3 separate regions of the Zea mays genome follow, and all the other regions are linked to region 1. The links are chromatin contacts, called in public Hi-C maps. All regions are on one chromosome and are shown on one strand. The core of a region is the stretch at or near the end of the contact, and the rest is flanking DNA. Distances in the headings are between cores, read along the strand shown.

Region 1 (3,485 bases), core at 677-3,176:
GCTGGTTTTTGAAGGATGCTACGTGATAGTGATACCGGTTTAACATTGCAAAATAACAAAAATCTAAGTAACTTAGGGCCACCCAGTTTTTAAGAATCTGGTTTATGGAAATTGAGGTGGTTTCAAACACACCGATTTATGCCTCAGTTTATACGAATTAGTTTCTCAGTTTCTTAAAAACCAAGAAGCTAGTCTCTCGTAGCTAAAAAAAATTAAAACTGATTTCTTAAAAACTAGGTCAAAACCTTAGTATAAGGTTAGGAATCATTCTTTTCTTAAATAAGAAATTAAATAGATTTGGTGAAAGTATCTGTTATTTATTCCCTAAACCCTCTGTTTCCCTATTTGAAAGATTGACAATTACGATGGAAAGCAACCTCGACGACACCAACCCAATGCGCTATAAACATTTCTTTTTCAGGTACAACTGGGACCTCAATAGCTTAAAAAAACGACCAGATGTAAAGAAATATAGCGATGTATCTCCCATGTAAAGACGATGAAAAGAACCGGAAAAACATTTTGACAGAACACACACACACAAAAAAACAGAGAGATAAACAGCTAGCTGCCTTGCTCCTGAACTGTGGAACTCACGTCGTGTACTGTGTTCTTTTGGTTGCAGTGACTCACGCCAGCAACAGATACTGGTGGAATCGTCGTCCCTATCACCAATCATTTCTCCCATACCGATACTCCATACCGCGACGAGCAGTGATCCGAAAGCTCCTCTCTCTCTCTTTTTTTTTTTTTTTTTTGCAGAATGGAAGAAACTTCTCCCTTTTTCGTTTCTCTCAAGCTACTGCCAACTGGTTGCGCGTTCTGTATAGAATTTACCGTGTTTCACTTCTGTCGAAAAATCTAAACTTTTAGGCACCTCGTTTTGTTTTGAAATACCGATTTTATAGCCTTTTTGTTTTTTTTTTCATTTGGAATGCCTGAAGCTGGTTTCAACAACGAGGACGACCGACGACTGGAGAAATTATGACACGTACGTCCCAAAATGGGAGCCATGGAACTCCGACGACGAGCCAACCAAAAAAAATTCAAATGACCCTGTCAGAAATTTGATCGTTTTCGGTGCCCAAATGGAGCCTGTAATGCATGAATTAATGTCCACTTTTGAAACCTGGAGTACGTGTGCGTGCACTGTGGGGTGGGTTATTGCCCAAAGAGGAAATGGGTGCGCGCGTACTAAGTTGACCATGGTCGCTGTAATAAAACGAGAGTGTCTCGGCGGCGAGCGATGAACGTAGAGGGAGAAGGCGCGCACGTACTCACCGGCGGCTGAGGCGAGCGGCGCGCAAGTGCCGACAGGTTCTCCTCCGTCCACTCCATGACGACATCGGCGTCGGCCGTCTCCACCCTGTGCAAGTGCAAGAGCCTGACGCCGCCGTCACCGCCGGCGCCCGCGTCCGTGCTCCCGCCGCCCCGGTGCGAGCCCAGCTGGAACCCGACGACGACCGCGGCGAGGGCGAGGAGGCAGAGCACGACGCCCCTCGTCCAGGCCCAGGCCGTCCGGGGCGGCGCGCCTGCTGCTGCCGCTGCCGCGGTGGCCCACGCTCGCCTCCTCCGCGCCAACAGCAGCGCCCTAGTCCCGCCGCAGGGCGTGGCAGCGGCGGCGTGGTGGAGGCCGCGCTCGGCGTCGTCGTCGTGTTGCGCGCCGCAGGCGTGGGGGAAGCGGCGATCGACGCCGGCTCCGCCGCAGCAGGTGTCGTCGTCGCGCTCGATGTCGTTGGGCTGGCGCCTGCGGTGCGGGCCGGGTGGGATGGTTGCCGTGGTCGTGGACGTGGTTGCGGCCGCGGCCATGGAATGGAACCGTGCGCGTCGCTAGGCTAGGAATAGGAACCCCGCGGGAGACTAGAGGGAGGTAAGGCTAGTGACTAGTGAGTGAAGAGGAGAGAAGGCCGGGTAACTGAAACCAACCGGTGGCGGTTTCGCGATCACACTGCCGTGCCCGTTCTCTTCTCTGTCCCTTACATTACAAACAGCACACTGTCCGCGCTTGGCAACCGCCACCGCCGCCGCCGAGGTCACTTTGTGTCTGCACTACGAACCGTGCGATTGCGTCGGATCGTAGCGTGCGCCTCGGTCTGCCTCGTCGGATCGTAGCGTGCCGTGCGGTTGTGCGAACGAAGCGTCCGATAATGTAAGCGGCCGGGTTGATAAATTAAAGAAGGAAACCGAGACAAGCTTTTGCAGTTCGTGTATGCATGGTCCATGCATGGATGCCTCCCGGCCGGCCTGCTGCTCGATCCAAGTTGACCCAGAGGCCAGAGGCATGCCACGACCACGGCACGACCGCACGAGGTATCCTCTCGTAGTCTCGTCTGCATGGGGATCGGTCTCTGTCGGGTCGGTCCACAGGTCGGTTTCCGGCCACACAGGTCGTCCGCGCAGCGCCAGCTAAAGCAGGGCACGCACGCTACATACATCTTCTCTATGCCCAGCCCCCCTGATACGCACCCACCACACTTCGTGAGGAAAGAAAGCAAAGGAGAAATGCACGCTCACCAGGAAAGATCCGCTTTTGCCTAGTTAGTGTGCATGCAACGCACCACGGCTTCCTTTGGGCTCTTCTAACCTCCTCTCAGGCAAGATTGTCCGTTATTGATCACGTTACTCTTAAACAAAACGGACCAAGTACTGGTAGCGCGGTTACTGGTTGGTGTGGTGCCTTGTTCTTGTCATGCTGCTAACCTGACAAAAACGACTTTCAACTTGGCCGGCCCTTTACTTACGAGGAAATAGTCTTTGTTGCTTCAGCAAAGCCCAGAAAAAAAAATGTTAGGTAAACTTTTTTTTTCGAGTGTAATTCTCGGTAAAGAATTTTTAGCAAACTGTACATCATTAATAGCGGTTTTTTTGCCGAGTATTTTTTGTCGGACGCTCAATAAAAAAGTCATAGTCACGACGTTAAATAACGACGACGGAGCCTTTGTTTTGCCGAGGCCTTTCCTCTAGCAAAAAAAAAGAAAGAAAAAAAGAAAAAAAATCTGCTCGACGATGTGTTTGCGTCAACCGTGTTTGATTGATCATGTCAGCTGAGATGAGAGCGACAAGGAATGACCACGCAGCAGAAAGAGCAGTATATATTAAGCGTATCTGATGTTGGCATCTGCTATATATTCTGCTACTTCCCTTCACTAACGAATAATACTCGCTTGTCTCGCTATAATAGTGCCTGGCGCCTAAAGATAAATAAATCAGCGACAAAGACACCACCACCACTGACGAGTAAGCCCTTGTTCGGCACTTTGGAAATTTTTTTTCTAGGTTGGTTTTTTCACCCATATGGATTAGGTGAATCTAATCCTTTCACCCAATCCCTTATGAGATTAAATCCAAAAACTCAATCAACCAATGTTTATTCGTTTATTCCATATGGATTATATTTCCAAACCCACACAACTATGTTTGTTTGTTTATTCCATATGGATTAAATCCCAAATCTAAATACCAACAAAAGCAAATAAAATCAACAA
Region 2 (3,893 bases), core at 1,006-3,505, 210 kb after region 1:
TGTGCCCGCGGACGCGCAGCTCCGGCCACGGCTCCGAGAACGCGCGGTCCGCGCCGTTCCCGCGCCCCGCGGCGCGGCGGTGGATCAGGCCCCAGAGGCTCCACGCCTTGCGCCACCGCCGCGGCGGCTTCTTCGCGGGGCCGGGGAAGGCGGCGTCCAGGCTGGCGGAGAAGTCCTCGACGAGTGAGTTGGTGCTGAACCGGTGGTCGAACAGGTCTTCGGCGTGGTGGAAGTGGTAGAACTCCGAGCTGCCCATTAGAGGGGATTCCTTGCCGTTGACCATGGCGGCCGGTGCGGTCGCTGGAACAGGTACTGGTACTGGCACTGCCACTGGCTTTGGGTCGGTGACTTCGAAGGACCTCCGCACAGAGCTGGACCTGTCAAGGCTCCGGCGCCTCCGGCTCGACGTGTCCATGTAGTAGTCTCGCGTCTGGGCCGAGCCCCCAGGGACGTTCGCGTCGGGGTCGGGCTCCGGCTGGGAGTCATCCTCCACGGGGATTTGACCGTCGGAGCGCTCCACGATGCCGGCGGGGGAGTCCTCCATAGCCGAGAGGATGGGAGGCAGGCGGGAGAGCGGCGGCGGCGCGCGGCCGAGGGCAATGCCGGCGCCGGCGCCGGCGCCGAACAGATAGCCGTCCCACGACGCACGGGGTTGGTCCCAGGCGAAGCCCATGCCGTCGACGGACATGCGCCCGGCGTCGAGGGAGAATCTTAGATCGGTGTCACACGAGCGCCGCCCGCCGGCGAACTCAGAGCCGGCTTCACCACGGCGGAAGCGGCTGCGCCGGAGGAACGATGGCTTGGAGGGCTTCTCCGGTGGGGGCATTGCCGCCGCAGCAGCCTTGCTGCCCGCGGCCTCCTGCTTCTTGAGCTTCTGCTTGCGCCTCCAGTTCTGCCACTTCTTGCTGAACACCGAGGCAGCAAGCCAGAAGCTCCCGGCGATCTCCATCTCCTTGGGCGGCGGCTTCTTGGGCTGCTGCGACTGCGAAGACTCGAGATCTATGTGATCCTTCATGGCCCTAACATCCCGCGCCGCATTCACCCCCGTCTCCATCTCCTCAGAGGTGTCGGCCACCAAGACGGGCTCCATCACCGGAACAATCTCGTCGGAATCCTCGGCGACAGCAATCTCCTCCTCCAAGAACATCTCAGCGACGCAGGCCGGCGGAGGGGGCGGCGGCGCAAGGACCTCGGCGGCGAGCGCGGCCGCGGCGGTGGAGGACGAGGCCGGGAAGGCGACGAACGCTGTGCCGTCGCGGACCCTCTCGCGGTCGTCCTGGTGGAAGAGCGCCCAGAGAGTGCTCCGCCCGCGCACGTCGCACGACCGCCGCTGCGGCTCGTACGCCCCGCCGGCGGCTGCCAGCGCGTCGCCCCCGCTCCCGCAGGAGAAAGACTTGCACCGGCGGAGGTCCGGCAGCGCGGCGGCACCGGAGCCCGAGGGCCCTCCGCCGGCGGCAGCGGCGAACGGCCGGGAAAAGAGCGAGCGGATAGCGGAGGTGGACTTGCGGCCCGGCGCGGCGGCCGCGGCGGCGTTGGCCTCGAGCCCGGTGAGGCGCTCGCGGAGGCAGGCGGCGCAGAAGCCCGTGAAGGTCTCCTCAGGGTGAAGGTCGCAGGTCGTCGACACCGACCGCCGCGGCGGCGGCACCGGCGGCTCCATCCGCAGCGTCATTGCGTCGTCGCGCGTGTTACCCTGGGCACCTGGCTTAGCCGCGGCGCGCCCTCACATTGCTTGGACACGCACGGCGGTGGTACACTCCGCTCGGGGCGTCAGGGCGTGGTAGCTGTGAAGGGCGGAGGGAGTGGTTTTGAGGATGTAGAGCGAGAGAGGAGACAGCGAAAGTTGGAAAGGAATCACGGGGTCTCAAACCTCACTCCGTGCTACCTCTCTCTCTCTCTTCTCTCTCTCTCTCTCTTTCTCTCTCTGATGTCTCTCTCTCTGTTTCTTTTGCTTTGGTTCCTCTGGCCTTCTCGGGGTTCGGGCTTGCTGACAATGTAGGGGATCGAAGCTGAAACGCACACGCGCTCTCAAACCTCTCCAGCTTTGTGCGTATCGATCGGATCACCACCGCTGTGATCTCGCCAAGACTGGCCTTTCGGAGTTGCTTGATAAGAAGGTGATCGCCCAAAGCATATTCTGCGTGCGTGCGTGCGTGTATCAATGTGACTCACGGATCGAGCAGGAAAACGGCTGCTGAAAACGTTCAAAACCTCATGTGTTTAAGCTATCTTCATCAGCTTATCTATGATATGTTTCGTTTCATTTCCTATTTTAAACTTTACAATTTGAACATCACAGTCTACGATATAAAACAATGTTTATCTAACCATATACTGTTAGAAATTCTCTGGTGCTTAGCATCGTTTCCCAAGTCCCTAGAATACCAATCCGTGTCTAAAATACCTCGATGATGAGTAGATCTATTCTACTGAGGGGTACATGTATACATACCGTCATTGTTGTTCCTAGCCATCATTGCGGCGGCGTCTTGCAGCGAAGATTCGCCTCCTCCTTCTTGTCGATCTCCCTGATGGTGTCGAGGAGATTGGTTCCCATCGTTGATCGGCGGTGGATCAGCTCCTCCAATGTTGCCTGTAGGGGGAATCTCAGATCCCGATGGGATAACGGGGATCTGAGACATAGTCACAGCGATTCCAGTCACTCCGAGCGCCTAGGGGATCGGTTCCTCTCAAAGTGTCGATTAGGGTTTGTGGTCGAGCGATTAGCGTTAGCTAAACCCGTCGGCCCCTTAATCTATTTATATGGCGTCGTGTGACCGGGGGCTGCAACCAACGGTTAGGATAGCCCCCCGATCAGGGGCGCGATTAGACGGTTAGGATTAACCCTACCCCGGTTACTGTTAACCGGCTAGTGTAGAGGACACATCCTAACAATCTCCCCTTTATTCTCTACATATCTCACACTCAAACTTTTATTAATTCCGTCCTTTAACAAGTTTACACATAGAGACCAATGCGTGACAATGATCTATTAAGTATCACCACACTCATTGACTACAACATGCTCCCCTGCTTCAGAACGAAAGATTTTACTAGATTGCAATCTGTAGCCCCTGTGATTCTAGATCATAGGTACTCCCTTAATCCCATGTCGGCTGCGTGCTTACTAAACACGCTGGGTGGAAGACCTTTTGTGAGCGGATCCGCAAGCATCTGATGGGTTCTTATATGCTCAACTTGAATGGTGTGATCCAGAATCTTCTCCTTAACAATATAACACTTAATGTCAATGTACTTGGCAGAGCCACTTGACTTCTTGTTATGGGAGAAAAATACCGCTGGCTCGTTGTCACAGTAAATTCTCAGTGGTCGCTCTATGCTATCAACCACTCTTAATCTGGGTACGAATTTCTTTATCCATATCGCCTGTCAGTTGCCTCATACGTAGCTAAAAACTCAGCGTGCATTGTCGACGATGCTCTCGCTGTCTGTTTGTAGCTCTTCCAAGAAATAGCTCCCCCAGAGAGCATAAAGACATACCCTGAAGTGGACTTCAGTGTATCTCTACACCCTCCCCAGTCGGCATCTGCATAGCCAACTATTTGTAGGGAATTAGATCTTCTGTACGTAAGCATGAGACCTTTAGTACCTTGAAGGTACCTTAGAGCCTTCTTGACTGCTTTCCAGTGTTCTATGCCTGGATTCTTCTGATAGCGTCCAAGCATCCCGGTGGTAAAAGCTAAGTCAGGGCGAGTACATACTTGAGCATACATAATGCTTCCGATAGCTGAAGCATATGGTACTGACTTCATCTTGTTTTTCTCATACTGATTCTTGGGACACTGATATTCCCCAAACTCATCACCCTTGACTATTGGACCAGGCGAGGCATTACACTTGTGCATATTATACCTCTTTAGTACATTTTCTATATA
Region 3 (3,821 bases), core at 1,093-3,592, 240 kb before region 1:
TTGTTTTGTTTCTCCGCTACGAGATGTTTGAACTTCCTTTGCCATTTCTTTTGCGGTATCTTGCAAAAATTTTGCATACTCCATCCTTGCTTTCAATTTCCTTTTTAATGCTTCCTGTACAGGAAAAAGAAGCACCCGTGAGCCAATCAGATTGTACTATGAATCCATGATAGTGCTGGTGGTTTCCATAAAAATGGCAACAGCAGGGTATGCTAATCAATCCAAATAATTATTAATAGTTAACTAGATATGTTTCCTGACTTATGCATATGGTAGTATTCCACTTGCAGGGACACATGGCAACTAATAAGCAACATAATTTCAGGTAGTTGCAACTTACAAATAGTCAAGACCATACCTCTTCCTTCATTTTGTCCTGGAAAGTTGATGGAAGCATGTTTGGAAATAACTTGAGGAAGACTGGCAGTAAGAATTCCATGAATGGAACAATGATGAACACAGCAAACGGAACCAGCCTGAAGATATCTGCTGTTGTGCGTGTCAGCTGTTGCCTCTCTCTTCTTGAAAGGCTCTTCCCCCCAGCAAGTTTCACCAGCAATCTTGATGAGATCCTAACATCTGCCCAGAGTAGTTTTGTCCCTAACCAGTAATGCTGCAGTGTACAAACGAATTCATCCTTCCAATGCTTAAGTTTTGCTGCCCAATCAGCCCTTAACAAACAAATAAAAAATGTTTTGTAAGTTACAGAAAAACAGACCAATCATTCATGTTATATACTTATATAACCATGCATTGAGGTAGGAAAGAAAAAGAATACAGACCTGCTCATTGAAGCAACAGCACGAAGAGCAGGGCCCACACCCAGGACTCTTGCCCAAAATTTCTGTATAATTGATTGGCCAACCTTCAGAGATTCTTGTACCTGTTTAGCTTTAGCCTTAGCTTTTGCAGTGCTGAGGCCTTCCACAGCCTGATCACATTCTTCTGGGGATGCCTCCTTTTTCCTTTTATTTTGCTTGTGGTCCTCGCTCTGTTCATCATCTGTATCCATCTTAGGCTGCCTTGCTGTTGCAGTTGATGCTGTGCGGACCGACTGCAGCAAAGATCTAGCTCCCAGGCTCAGAGGCAATCTAAATTCATTCCTTCCAAATCCACCATGAGAAAGAGAAATCACATAAGATGGACGTTGCCAAAACCCATTACCAAGACCTAGTAGATCCTTTTTTATCAAATTCATATTGTGTTGCTCCTTCTCGCATTTGGAATCCCCAGAACTATGCTCGAGAAATCGCTGTTCTGTTCTTGGCTCAACCTCCAAACCGAGTCTTCCATGTTGGAATGTAAAGAAAGCAGACGATGAAATGGTAGGTGTGTTAACATGATCCAAGAAATACTTCCTTCTCCTAATGATTGCCATTGAAGCCATACTTGATTGCGTCTGAATTCACAATAGGAAGATCACACTCATGTAGAAATCTGAAGTTATCAAAATGGTTCAACCAATGACTTAGTAAGTGTAAATTTAAATATAAATAATGACAAGGAAAACTAACTAATCATCACTGGGCTCCAATTTGGTCCCATCATAACAGTGTGCATATAGAGCCCAGAGTAGCCAAGGCTCAATAATAGCTCATGCTAAATTCCCGAAATATATCGGAGAGAGAAAAAAAAACTATTTAATCGTCCAATAACTGGTCTCGACAAGGGACTTTTGATCTTGAGGAAATTCCTTCGCTACTAAGGCCCTATTTGTTTCCCTCCTAGATTATATAAGTTAGATTATGGTGGAAGGTTAAGAGAGTAAAATATCACTTTGGGATCACAGATAAGCTAAAATAAGCTATCCAATACTAACTTATTTCAGCTTATTTGTGGTCCTAAAGTGATATTTTATTTTTCTATCCTTCTACCATAATCCAACTTATATAATCTAGGAAAGAAACAAACACACTCACACCCTAAGAGTGGACTCAGTAAATGGGTGTACACACTACGCACCCCGATAATTTTTGCAAAAAAGTGAAGTTAGTAGGAATAATACTCCAGTTTTTGTAAGGAGTGCATATATAAGCTTGTAATTAGATCGAGTTCAAATACTAATGAACAAATAGCTTAAATTAGGGTTCGGGGCTCAGTTTCACACAGCAGGAAGCAAAGAGAAGAGGTGGGCATACCTGGTGGATGCTCGTCGCTGTTGAAGGTCGACCTGGGCACCTGGCCTAGGCGGCGGCGGCGGCCTACGGTCGCCCACCCACCCGTCGACACGAGAGAGAGAGAGAGAGCGCACGGCACGGGGGTGGCGGCGGTCGCCCACTCGACGCCACGGCCCGAGAGAGAGAGAGAGAGAGAGCACGCGGGATGAATGTGAGCGAAGAAAAGGGCGCACGCACTGCTGGCCTTCTGGGTTTGAGGTTGTGTATACAGATTATGCTATTTCTAGAGGTGTACCCATTAATACATAAAGTTTTTTTCTAATATGACTAGTTTGGAAACTCTATTCTTTTAAGAGATTTTTATTTTTCCAATAAAAATGAACTATTTTTTCTTGGAAAAATAGAAATTCTTTGGAAAAAATAGGACCTAGTTTGCAAACTCTATTTTTTAAAGTGATTCCTATTTTTCAAAGAAAAACGAGGTTTCCAAATTAGCCCTAAGATTAAGATATAGAGATATTTTAATTTCCACGGTATAGATTTAGTCTATGTTCGGTGGGGATTTGTTGGGATTAAGAAAGATTGAGGTGTTTTTAAAGAATCAACCTATTTTAAATGAGATGATGCATTATGAGTCAATTCTACAAATTTGTTGTAAGAACTCATTTATCATATTATTACTAATTATTAGCCTATTAGGAATGAAATAGCAATGGATCAATTCATTCCATTCCACAAACCAAACAACAAAGTGAGAAGTGAAAAGATGATATGATACCTTATTCCTCAAACCAAACATTCTATAAATCTCTTCTTATCCAATCCCTTCTTATCCCTCAATCCATCCCTAACCAAACAAGCCCTTAGGGAAAAATCTTCCTCTATTGGATAGGGTGCATATGGGTACATGGAAGCATAATCCAAACCCGATTACCCAAGGGTAATAATCACCCATTAAAATTAGAAGATGCAAAATTGTATCTCTCATACTCCGATTGAATTTGAAAACATGTATGTGTTAGGATTAAGTTACTATCTTTAGAATGTGTCACTTTGTTTTTGTCGTTTTGTATGGGTAAACAATGTTTTTTGCTTGTTATATGTTAGATTTTATTCGTGATGTATTGTTGTTGGGGTGTCGTGTGGTTGTTAATGTCATATAAAATTCAATCATGTTTTTCTTGATACGTGTGGATGAACTTTCTAGAATGTGACCATGCTTTTTTGTCGGAGATGTGGATTCATTGTAGACCTGATACCCGAACAGGGATGGGGTATGGGTTGAATCTTGTCGGGGACCATAATTAGGGATACCCCAAGACTCCTAATCTCAGCTGGTAACCCCCATCAGCACTAAGCTGCAAAGGCCTGATGGGTCCGATTAAGCCAAGGCTCGGTCCACTCAAGGGACACGACCTCGCCTCGCCCGAGCCCAGCCTCGAGCAAAGGCAGCCGACCCCGGAAGATTCACATCTCGCCCGAGGACCCCCTCAAGTGACGTACACACCTTCGGCTCGCCCGAGGCCCAGTCTTCACCAAGAAGCAACCTTGGCCAGATCGCCACACCGACCAACCGAATCGCAGGAGCATTTAATGCAAGGATGGCCTGACATCTTATCCTGTCATGCGCCCTTCAGTCGACAGAGCCGAAAGTGACTGCAGTCACTTCGCCGCTCCACCGACCGGCCTGACAAGAACACAGCG

What was found. A called contact is a pair of places that touch in the nucleus more often than the background predicts.
Region 2: a Hi-C map of endosperm shows a contact between it and region 1, with 2.8 times the contacts expected there. The contact joins the promoter of LOC103635597 here to the promoter of LOC103635595 in region 1. A contact is called at or near these places in 4 of 25 Hi-C or Micro-C datasets (bundle sheath, ear, endosperm and 1 more).
Region 3: a contact with region 1 is called in a Hi-C map of leaf, with 2.7 times the contacts expected there. The contact joins the promoter of LOC100501079 here to the promoter of LOC103635595 in region 1. A contact is called at or near these places in 9 of 25 Hi-C or Micro-C datasets (bundle sheath, ear, endosperm and 3 more).

Annotation. Positions count from the first base shown.
Region 1 is chr8:99,600,253-99,603,737 of Zm-B73-REFERENCE-NAM-5.0, forward strand. LOC103635595 reads right to left here and starts at 1,927. Exons shown (of 8, transcript XM_008658007.3): 1 at 1,282-1,927. The coding sequence starts at 1,809.
Region 2 is chr8:99,807,261-99,811,153 of Zm-B73-REFERENCE-NAM-5.0, forward strand. LOC103635597 (protein OCTOPUS) reads right to left here and starts at 2,256. Exons shown (of 1, transcript XM_008658010.4): 1 at 1-2,256. The coding sequence starts at 1,669.
Region 3 is chr8:99,356,756-99,360,576 of Zm-B73-REFERENCE-NAM-5.0, forward strand. LOC100501079 (LETM1-like protein) reads right to left here and starts at 2,343. Exons shown (of 15, transcript NM_001195906.1): 1 at 2,139-2,343; 2 at 783-1,399; 3 at 359-671; 4 at 1-114. The coding sequence starts at 1,387.